Regions from separate parts of the Macaca mulatta genome. Here region 1 is linked to region 2. Evidence: chromatin contacts called from public Hi-C data. All regions are on one chromosome and are shown on one strand. The core of a region is the stretch at or near the end of the contact, and the rest is flanking DNA. Distances in the headings are between cores, read along the strand shown. Region 1 holds the start of SLC4A7 (solute carrier family 4 member 7). Region 2 has its middle 43 kb from the start of EOMES.

The links. Hi-C and Micro-C count contacts between places; a contact is called where the count stands out from the background.
Region 1: a Hi-C map of fetal cortex germinal zone shows a contact between it and region 2, with 2.2 times the contacts expected there. The contact joins the promoter of SLC4A7 here to the enhancer-like site in region 2. A contact is called at or near these places in 4 of 14 Hi-C or Micro-C datasets (fetal cortex germinal zone, fetal cortical plate, fibroblasts and 1 more).

What each region holds. Positions count from the first base shown.
Region 1 is chr2:21,065,928-21,071,750 of T2T-MMU8v2.0, forward strand. It overlaps SLC4A7 (solute carrier family 4 member 7), which reads left to right and starts at 1,329. Exons shown (of 26, transcript XM_077994142.1): 1 at 1,329-1,631; 2 at 2,083-2,191. It also overlaps LOC704498.
Region 2 is chr2:20,881,653-20,887,544 of T2T-MMU8v2.0, forward strand. No RefSeq gene overlaps it. Among named protein-coding and RNA genes, the nearest start is that of EOMES, 43 kb to the left of the region's middle. Within about 2 kb of position 2,084, at least 2 of the 40 cell types and tissues checked have an H3K27ac peak or open chromatin away from gene starts, as enhancers often do. A contact at or near this core is called in fetal cortex germinal zone, where this site is marked.

The DNA of each region.
Region 1 (5,823 bases), core at 79-2,578, 180 kb after region 2:
CTGAGTAGCTGGGATTACAGGCGCATGCCACCACGCCAGGCTAATTTTTGTGTTTTTAGTAGAGACGGAGTTTCATCATGTTGGTCAGGCTGGTCTCGAACTCCTGATCTCGGGTGATCCACCAGCCTCGGCCTCCCAAACTGCTGGGATTACAGGCGTAAGCGCCCGGCCAAACCTCTCCCTATCTTTATGAAACACTCAAGAGAAACCTGTTAACAATAATGACAATTATCAGGATGCTATGTGCCAGACACTTTTATGAATAGAAATCCCCTTAATCCTTCAATGAGCCTGTGTGGCAGGTATTAGAATCGTCCCGTTACAAAAGGGATATTTGAGAGACGCCCTACAGGGTGGACTCAAGAATGTGGCAGCTGGCCGGGTGTGGTGGCTCACGCCTGTAATCCCAGCACTTCAGGAGGCCGAGGCGGGTGGATCACCTTAGCTCAGGAGTTCCAGACCAGCCTAGCCAACACGATGAAACCCCGTCTCTACTAAAAATACAAAACGTAGCTGGGGGTGGTGGCGCACATCTGTAGTCCCAGCTACTCAGGAGCCTGAGGCAGGAGAATAGCTTGAATCCAGGCAGCGGAGGTTGCAGTGAGCCGAGATCATGCCATTGCACTCCAACCTGGGCTGGGCGACAGTGCAAGGCTCCGTCTCAAAAAAAAAAAAAAAAAAAAAAAAGTGGCAGCTGTCATGGTGCTCAGTGGGCGAGCAAGCACAGGAGGACACCTGGTCAAGTGTACCCCATCTTTCACGGTCCCCGAGTTGGGGTTTGTGCCTACTGGACTTACAGAAAAGAAACTTTCAGGAGTCGTGAAGACCCGTTAGTTGCTTCGGAGGTTATCCTGGGCGTCCTTGAGAGAGGTGGAGTCCTCCTTCCCTGCAGTCTCTAAAGAATGTAGTTAGGAGCCAAGGGAGGTGGTGACCCCCCACCCCATTGAGAACGTCAGGGGAGCTTCCGACTTGAAAAACTAGTTAGACGCTCAGCTTCGGTCAATTAAGCTTATACAAAGAGGGGCGGGGCGTCCTGAGGAGGTGGCACGGGGGAGTTGGGCGGAAGTCCGCCAGCCGCCGATTGGCTGGGACAAATATCCTTTCCGCGTCCCTCCCGCCCCATCTCCGGGTGGCCTAGCGGCGCGGCCCGCGGGCGCGCTGAGGAGGCTGGCGGTGCCAGACTGGCAGGGGGCGTGACCCTAGGAGGCGGGGCGGAGGGCGTGTCTTGCCTGGCCCGGGGGCCGCGCTCGTCACGGTTTGCGGCTCCGCCCCCGAACCCCTCCTCCTACGCGACTCTCCTCCTTCCCGCTCGGTCCTTCGGTTCGCTCAGTTCTAGCTCCAGGTTCCACGCCGCGGCCTCGCTCTTCTGCGAGAGCCAGCCCAGCGGTCGCAGCGCGCACACGCACGCCCCGCGTCTCCCGCGCCCGGCGCCCGGCTCTCCCCACGCGCGCACACCTCGCGCACGGACGCACCCACGTTTCTCCTCGCGCGCCGGGGGCTCGGCGGCGGCGGCAGCAGCGGCAGAAGCAGGCAGACCGCGCGGGGCAATACCGTAGCGGCCGTCACGGGCTGGCCGGCCGGCCATGGAGGCTGATGGGGCCGGCGAGCAGATGAGACCGCTACTCACCCGGGTAACGAGCAGGGTGAGGGCGCCGCGGCGGTGGGGCTCCTCGGCGGGGGTAGGGCGCGGGGCGAGGCAGACAAAGGCGGGGGGCGCGGCGGCCGTCGCGGCTCGGCCACCTAGTCCCAGGCCCGTCGCCCCTCCACCTCCCGGCGGCCGGCGCGCCTCGCCGTCCCCTTTGTGTGGCGGCCTGGGGCGCGGGTGCGAGGGGGCCGGCGGCTGCGCCCGGGAGGCCCAAGTCGGGGCTGCCGGAGACGCGCCGCGGGCATCCTCTGCGCGGCTCAGGCGGGACCCCGACATCCCCACAGAGGCCGCCTGTGACCCCGACCATCCATCCCTTCCCTCAGTGCTCGCCTCCCCTGTTTCTCAGCGCGCTCCCCAGGCGGGGTCCTGGTTCCGGTTGCTTTGGCGCAGGAGTTTCAGATTAGCCCTCGAACACCTATCTTTCTTCTCCTTCTAAGGAGGACGGCGGCTCCACCTGTCTCTAGCCCCAGGCAGTGGTGAAGAGCTGGTTGAATCTTTCCCCCTCTTTCCGAGTGTCCCCTCCCGCTCCGCGGTGCGCTTTGTTCGGTGAGTTCTCCGGCCGCGTGGACTGGCCGCGCTCCTTCCCGGCCAAGGCTGTTTCGCTGTTGCCTGCCGGGTCCGCCTTCTCCACTGGCTGGAACCCGGGGAGTATCCTCCTGCCGCAGGCCAAGTAGAAGGAGGAGGGTGTCCTGAGCTGTCTGGTGCTCCTTCTCTAACTCATCTAGCAAAATCGCGTTTCCTACTGAGACTGGCTTTGGCTTCAGGGTTAGAAGGGAATGGGGATGGACTTAAGGCCGGTGTTCCCATTTGTGATGATGGGTGAATGGCCCATGCTCAAGAAGCGGACTTCCTGCTTTCATTAGAGCACATGCGTCTGTCCCCGCAGTTGTGTCTCCTTTCCAAGTTCGTGACTCAAAGGAGATGGAAGTATTCTAAATTTTCCTACTTCTAATTTTTACTATGCAACCAGCAAAGGCGGGAAGGTTGGAGGGAAAATTGTCCGGTCTTTCACAAGTAAGAGAAAAATTACTTCTATGTTTTTATTCAAGAGTTGTCTTTAAAACTGCCTGTAGGCTTTCCCTTTTAACTTTCAGGATTATTGTTAAGGTTATGGAAAGTAGTCATTCACGAGTTTAGTACGTTCATATAAGTTCTCTAACAGAGGAAAACTCAGTCACCAGACAGTGAAGTCATTTAGCAGTGTTTATTGGAAGATCATTCACAGTGATGGTAATGGAATACTGCAAACTCATCCTAAATAATCTGTAATAATAATAATAATAATAATTATTATTATTATTATTATGTTGGTACAGAGTCTCGCACTGTCGCCCAGGCTGGAGTGCAGTGGTGCGATCTCGGCTCACTGCAACCTCCGCCTCCCGGGTTCAAGCCATTCTTCCGCCTCAGCCTCCGGAGTAGGAGGGATTACAGGCACGCACCGCCACAGCCAGCTAATTTTTTGTATTTTTAGTAGAGTCGGGGTTTCGCCATGTTGCTCAGACTGGTCTGGAACTCGACCTCAGGCAGTCCGCCCGCCTCCCTCGGCCTTCCCAAAGTGCTAGGATTTCAGGCGTGAGCCACCTCGCCTGGCCTTCTGTAATTCTTTGTGTTGCTTTTGAATAAACTGTTTTATATCACTTTCTCTGTGTGTTTCAAGTGTGATGTTGTCTGTTCTTAATTTCAATCGAGCAGTAAAGTGCATTCGAGTTTTCACAGAGCTGGGTAGAAACTATGGTGTGTTCTCAAGTATTGCCTGCCTAGCTACTAGAGGAAGCATATGATAAGGCCATTGCCCTCCAAATTATTCATTCATTGTAATAACACTTATTTGGACTAGTATTTATGCTATTTAGACTGTTATTTACGCTATTTACTGTAGTGTCCAACAAGGCAGAACCAACTCCATCCTAATATTTATTTATATATTTTTGAGACGGCGTTTTGCTCTGTCGCCCAGGCTGGAGTGCAATGGCCTGATCTTGCCTCACTGCAACCTCCACCTCCCGGGTTCAAGTGATTCTTCTGCCTCAGCCTCCCGAGTAGCTGGGATTACAGGCATGTGCCACCACACCTGGCTAATTTTGTATTTTTAGTAGAGACGGAATTTCACTGTTGGTTAGGCTGGTCTCAAACTCCTGACCTCAGGTGATCTACCAACCTCAGCCTCCCAGAGTGCTGGGATTACAGGCGTAAGCCATGGCACCCGACCCAACTCTATCCTGATAGAAGTGATATTTGAGTTGGGAGACAGATGACAAAGGAATTACTAAACACTGCTGTTAGTGACGTGGTAGGGGAGCACTTTAGGAGGGTAAACCTCCTAAGTCTTTGAGAAGATAAGGCTTGGCTACAGTTAACATATATAAATAAATAATAGAAATCAAATACAGTAAACTAGCATATGGTCTAAGAATAGAATGGGAGAATAGTAAAGCTGTAGGTTGAACTGACTTGAAAACAGGAAAGAGGAACTATTGGCGTTGGTAAAATCTTCGCTCACCCAGTTTTGGTAAATGAAAGTCATAAAAGAGAGATTATGATATTCATCAGTCATAATTCTAACTTGCAGCAGACTGCTCAGCAGCCAAAAAATAGAACAAATTAATATTCATAAAATCTCATCTTAGATTTGTAATTATGCAAAAAAATGTGGAATAGATTGGTGGCAGTTTATATTACTCTGAAATTGGAGCCCATCTGTTTCATAGTTTAGCCTCTATGGTTTCTTCTGCTCCTAAAATTCTATAATTTTCACTGATCAGGGTGTTGGGATAGAGAGAGGAAAGTCATTAATCTTGAAAAAATGTAACTTGTCTTTTGCTTTTGCTATAAAGCCTCATAATTGTAAGCCTCACTTGGAATTGATTTGTCAGTCTTTTTTGTTGTTGTCAGTCTTATTTTCCAATATAGGTTAAATCCTATTATAAATAGCATAGTTTAGAAGGTTTCTAAGTTTTAGCAGGTAATATACTTTCTTGTAAGCAGTGCATGATTTAACACAATTCTGATACCACTTACGTTTTGGGACCATGATATTTTTCCATGATTTTGTTATGATTTTATTCATTTTGCACATATTTATTAAATATCCTATAGGTGCTAGGTAATGGGGATATAGTCAAACAAGGTAGACAGAATTCTGCCTTTGCTGAGTTTATTTTGGCATATGGTGTGAACACAGTGATGGCATTTACATTTCTGCTTTCCATTTGTGAGTGCCAGTTAAAACATTTCATGAGTCTGTAAGAAATTTAAAAAAAAATAGTCATTAGAATAAATGACAGACAACCCAGTACTGATTGGCAAATGGAAGTTTTTGTGGGTCTGTAAGTAGGCATTCTCTTTGAGGAACTGCAGTTAGGTATTGATACTAGGTATCGATACAGCACTCTAGGAATAGTATCAGGATTTCAATTACCCTTTTGCCTTATTCTAAGTATCTTTGGACCACAATCCATGGAGTTGTAATAAAGGGAGAGAGCAAATCTGAAGCTGTAGGACAAGGCTGGGTGCTGTGGCTCATGCCTGTAACCCTTGTACTTTGGGAGGCTGAAGTGGGAGGATCACTTGAGCCTAGGGGGTTCAAGACCAGCCTGGGCAACATAGTGGGACCCTGTCTCTACAAAACATAATTCCCCAGGTGTGTTGGTGCTTGCCTGTAGTCCCAACTACTTGGGAGGCCGAGGCAGGAGGATCACTTGAGCCTGGGAAGTTGAGGCTGCAGTGTGCTGTGATTATGCCATTGCACCGCAGCCTGGGTGACAGAGTGAGGCCCTGTCTCAATAAAAGATGAAACAAAGCTGTAGGACATTGATGAATTGTTTTGCCTGGTAATTGAGACTGGGAAGTACACAGGTTTTCTTCTAAGAGCTTAGAGAATTTTGTTACATTAGACTCTTGTCGTTGAATAGGTTAGAATACAGAGCCAAAGTAACCTGGTATTGGAGGAACCTGGTATATTATTTTAGTGGTATGTGGTATGCTAACCAATATATTCTAAAACTTTGCTAGTTATAATTGTCAACATCCTGTAATGGGTTGTTTTCTTCCTCTTTTCCTCCCCCTCCTTCTTACTGTATCTTACCACAAATATGATCTTAAAGTGGATAGGATCTGCAACTGACTAAACTGTGTGGGCCATTTAGGCGCTTACAGATATTTCCATAGGGTTAATG
Region 2 (5,892 bases), core at 834-3,333:
CTACGGGGCACAGGTCTTCTCCCGGGTTAGAGACTACTCACTCAGACTTGCCTTTCTCCTCAACATGGCTTTTCCCCTCATCATTCCTTTTCATGTCAGTGGAGATGGGCGTGAGGAAACCATACACTTCTATCCTTGTCATTCAGCCATTTCTGAATCCTAAGGAACTTCGTTACTAGAATTGTCCTCTCCCAGATAGGATCTTTTATTTTTTTCTTCAACTTTTATTTTTAGTTTTTGGGTACATGTGCAGGATGTGCAGGTTTGTTACATAGCTAAACATGTGCCATGGTGGTTAGCTGCAAGGATCATCCCATCACCTAGGTATTAAGCTTAGCATGCATCAGCTATTCTTCCCTCTCCCCACTCTCCCTTTGCTCCACCAAATAGGTCTTTATGGCAATACATAAAAAGGAGCTCACCCTGCATTAGTGACTTCAGAATGTGTGTATGTTTAGGGGTCTATATACATGGTGTATATGTGTTTGGTTGAGGGTAAGTGTATATGTTGGGCATGTGTTGGGGTTAGTTGAGATGGAACACAAAACTGGATCACAGATATTACAGCTCTTAAAATGTATCAGCAAACATTTACTGAAGCCGTAATCTACTGAAAGCACTGAGATAAAGGAATGCATTGCTACATGTGGTTCTTAACCTTGGGATTTTACTATAATCAATACAGAGAGAGAGGATGTGTGAATATATTTAAAATAAAATGAGCAGAGATAATAATTGACAATTGAAAACAAATGCTTTGGGAAATTAAAAGGAGGAGGGATTCACAAAGGTCTGATGGGATTCTAAAAGGCTGCAAGGATAACACAACATTTTAATTGGTCTTTGAAAAAAAATAGGACTTAGATAAGCAGAGTAGAAGGGCAGCCTCTGGAAAGGCTTGCTTCACACCTAAATACACTGCATTACTGGTGGATCAGTCAAAATTATTTTGGTTGTCAGTGGCCAAAAACTCATTCAAATTACAGAGGAAATTAAAATGATCCATGTAACTGAGAAGTTCAAGGTATGATGCTAACTTCAGGTCTCACAAAATGCCATCAGGATACTGTCACCTTCCCTTGGCCTAGCTCTTCTCAGTGTTGGCTTTATTTTCTGGTAGGCAGTCTCTGTAAACAGGACTATGCAGAGCTTCAGAATGAAGTTCTACCAACACAAGACATAGCACGTTTTCCCCAGCAGTGCCAGAAACCTCCTGGATTCTCATTAGCTCGGTGTGGGTCCAGTGACCATCTCATCTATGAATCTGTTGCTTTAACTTGAGGTATGGAATTCTCTAATGGCCCAATCTGAGTCATGTGCCCACTCCTAGAGCCAGGTGGTCAGAATAGTCCAACCTGAACCTCGTGAACTGAGAGTGGAAGAGGGATGGTTCTGCAAAGGGACTCAGGATCCCATCACCAGAAGAAAGGAATGGATTCTGAGCAGACAAAAACAACAGAGGTTCACTGTCATCTCTTCCTTCAGCAATCTGTTGATGATGGCTCCTATTAACTCCTTTCCTGAGTTTCATAATTCTTTTATACTAATACGAGAGGTTCTTGAACATATAACTTATCCTTAATTGTAGACCCTAACTCTCAGCCTGTAGAAGTCTATTCTACATTTACTGATAGGAGACACTTGGGATAATTAATTCAAGCACTCAGGGAAGTGAGCACTAGCAAATCCTCCCCATTCAGAATGAAAAGTGAAATTAGGGCTGAACTGTTTTCTTCTATTTTCTGAACTATTTTCTTCTAACTATTAATAGCTATGATTTTTTTGACCAAATAGTTGAGAAAGAATGAGACTCTGGCATTCATGACTTATCTCCATGAGGAAATCCTGCCTCTTGGGATGAACCTAGGAGGTTTCCATAGGAAGTGTTCAATTCAATAGAAAATGAAAGTTTAAAGACATTTCTGGATATTTTTGTTCCCAGGGATGAGATTTACCCAGGTCATGGCTCTCTCTACCCAAGGAACAATGTCATGATTTTATTATTTCTTAATAGACCAACACTCAGGATCAAGATAGAAGTGCAAATGAGCTGAATAGTGCTTGCAAATTGGGACTTGGCAAACGTATTTGGCAATGAGCCACGTACTTTTTCATTCTGAAGGCTTGGTGTTGAAAAATGCCTAAAGCTACACTCAGCATCTGCATCATTAGGGTCTAGGAAACTAGGCAAATTCACTGGTCTGTCATTTTAAACTATAAGCCAATTTGTTTCTCTAGACATTACATTTGAGCCTTTAATGAAGTAATAGATATTTTATAGATTCAGAACTATGTCAGGGTTCAAATGAGCTTTATGTTTGTTAGCATTTATTTTTATCTTTTGTGTTTAATCTTTATTTTTCGTATAATAGTGTTTTTAAACCCTTTTTCATTTAGACCAGACAGTGGCAAATATACTCATATGTATAAGCAAATGTAGAAAAAATGTTTTCTATGTTCATTTTTATCCAAGGCCATATCTATGTAACACCACCAAATTTGTAATTTCCTAAATGAATCAAAACTTTGGACACCATTTATTAAGCTATTATTTTCTTAAAAGGCAATTCAGATTTCACAAACTATACATAAATATATTTTCCTTCAAAAAATATGAACCATTATAAATAAAGCTAGTTTCCTCCTTTCTCCCCCACCCCTAACTCCCAGCCTGGATTTTTCACCACCTTCTCTCTGGTAAACTCTGTTATTAGTTCTGGTGCACGTCCTTCCCCATACGTGTGTGCGCGCGCAAATACACACACATACACACAAACACACACCTACGCCTACCCATAGAAACTTCAGAATATCACTCAGTGTATATTTACATAAAAGATACCATACTGGTTCAGGTGCAGTGGCTCACGCCTATAATCCCAGCACTTTGGGAGGCCAAAGCGGGCGGATCACTTGAGGCCAGGAGTTCAAGACCAGCCTGGCCAACATGATGAAACCTTGTGTCTACTAAAAATACAAAATTAGCCAGGTGTGGTGGTAGGCATCTGTAGTCCCAGCTATTTGGGAGACTGAGACAGGAGAATTGCTTAAACCCGGGAGGTGGAGGCTGCACTGAGCCAAGATCGTGCCACTGCACTCGAGCCTAAACAACAGAGAAAAACTCCATCTCAAAAAAAAAAAAAAAAAAGATGATATCATACTAAACATATTTATCTACAGCTTGCTTTTTAAAATTCAACAGTATGTCATGTAGGTCTATTGATATTTTTACATATGCAGCTAGTCCGTCCCCAATTTATGGACATAGAGATGGCTTCTGATCTTTTTCCATTATAAACAAAGTCATTGCACATATCTTTTCTAATTTGTTGGCATAATAGTCCCTTAGAGTCCTGATAATCCTTGTCATTCATGTAAGGTTGATGGTATGTCTACCCCTTCATTCCTGATCTTAATAATTTGAGTCTTTGCCAGGTGCGGTGGCTCACGCCTGTAATCCCAGCACTTTGGGAGGCCGAGGCAAGCGGATCACGAGGTCAGGAGATGGAGACCATTCTGGCTAACACAGGGAAACCCTGTCTCTACTAAAAATACAAAAAATTAGCTGGGTGTTGTGTCAGGTGCCTGTAGTCCCAGCTACTCAGGAGGCTGAGGCAGGAGAATGGCGTGAACCCAGGAGGCAGGGGTTGCAGTGAGCCAAGATCGTGCCACTGCATTCCAGCTAGGGGGACATAGTGTGAGACTCTGTCTCAAAAATAATAATAATAATAATAATAATAAATAATAATAATTTGAGTCTTCTTTTTTTTTCTTAGTCAGTCCAGCTGAAGATTTGTCAATTTTGTTGATCATTACAAAGAACCAACTTCTGGCTTTGTTGGTGTATTAGTCCATTCTCACACTGCTATAAAGATACTACCCAAGACTGGGTAATTTATAAATAAAGGAGGTTTAATTGACTCACCATTCTGCATGGCTGGGGAGGCCTCAAGAAACTTAAAATCATGCCGGAAGGCAAAGGGGAAGCAAGCATCTGCTTCACAAGGCAGCAGCAGGAAGAAGCAAGCAAAGGAGGAACTGGCCAAACACTTATAAAATCATCAGATCTCATGGGCCCTCACTCACTATCACTAGAACAGCATGGGGGAAACTGCTCCCATGATCCAATCACCTCCCACCAGTTCCTTCCTCAACACCTGGGTTTTACAATTCAGGATGAGATTGGGTGGGGACACAAAGCCAAACCACATCAGTTGGTTTTCTCTACTGTTTTTCTATTCCCTATTTCACTTATTGTCCTCTAATCATTATTTCTTTCTGTTTGCTTTGGGCTGTTTGCTCTTTTTTTCTAGTTTCTTAAGGTAGAGGTTTAGGTGATTGATTTGTGATCTTTCTTCTTTGTTAATATGGGCATTTGCAGCTATAAATTTATCTTGGAGCACTGCTTTAGCTACATAACATATGTTTTGTTCTGTTTTTCTTTTCATTCTTCTCAAAGTTTTTAATACTTTCCCTCTCTCCCCTGAGGGTTCAATAGTTCAGACTGGCTAGACACAGTGGCTCATGCCTGTAATCCCAGCAGTTTGAGAGGCTGAGGCAGGAAGATCTGAGCCCAAGAGTTCAAGACTAGCCAGGGGAACATAGTGAGGCCCTGTCTCTATGAAAATAAAAATAAAAATAAAAAAATAACTGGATATGGTGGCACATGCCTGTTGTCCCAGCTACTCAGTAAGCTGTGGCAGGAGGATCACTTGAACTCATGAACTCAGGACCACAGTGAGCCATGATTGTACCACTGCACTCCAGCCTGAGTGACAGAGCAAGACCCTGTTTCAAAAGAATAATATAATAATAAATAACTGAGACTATCAAATGAATTTACAGCAGGCAGACTAACAGAAGAAAATGTATATATTTGAGAAATGTTGGCAGTCCACCTCTCTTAGAGTGAGACCATAGCCCAGAATGGGAGCTGAGGGACAAGGGAGCCCCCATCTCATTATTTGTGCCTGCCAGGAGCAGCACTTTCAGGGTAGAGCTTTGGTAACATGGCACTGCAGGGAAGCTTAGCAGGCCAGGCCATGTCTGAAATGCCACAGACACTCTCTTACTGAGATTCCTAATTGACTTTCTTGAGTGATCTTCATTTGCTATATGTTCTTGAGACAAATTCCAGAGACTTTAAATGGTTGTTGTTGTTGCTGCTGTTATTTTTGAGATAGGATCTTGCTCTGTCACCCAGGCTGAAGTGCAATGGTACAATCATAGCTCACTGCAGCCTCTACCTCCCAGGCTCAAGAGATCCTCCCGCCTCAGCCTCCCAAGTAGCTGGGACCACAGGCGTGCACCACCATGGCCCAGCTAATTTTAATTTTTGTAGAGATGGGGTCTCACTTTGTCACCCAGGCTGGTCTTGAACTCTGGGTCAAGTAGTCCTCTCACTTCAGCCTCCCAAAGTTAAATGATTGTTTAAAAATTATTTTCACAAGTTAAGTTGTTTTGCTGGAGAGAGACTTTTTATTTCACCATTCTGGAAGTCTCAAGGAAAAATGCTTTTGATTTAGTGTTTATTTAAGTTAAAATAAAGGAAACTAGCCATTAAGACTTTGATAAAAAGCAAAAAAAAAAAAAAAAAAAAAAAAAAAAAAAAAAAAAACTAAAGCTAAGTACTTGAATGATGGGAAGGCACAAGTATTAGTAGATTCCTGAATTTTATTAATTTTCCAAATGTCTTAAGGTTAAAGTTGAAAAACAAAGAGGCAAGTAGAAAAGTAAGACACTTGGCTGAGGGTTCTATATTGAGCAGCAATTTTCCTGGCATTCCACAAAAGTTGATTGAGAATAAACTATATATTAATGTTGTATTTAATAACAAAATGCAAATCATTTGGTCTATAAAAATTTTTATTTTTCCTTAGATTTTAGGAAACT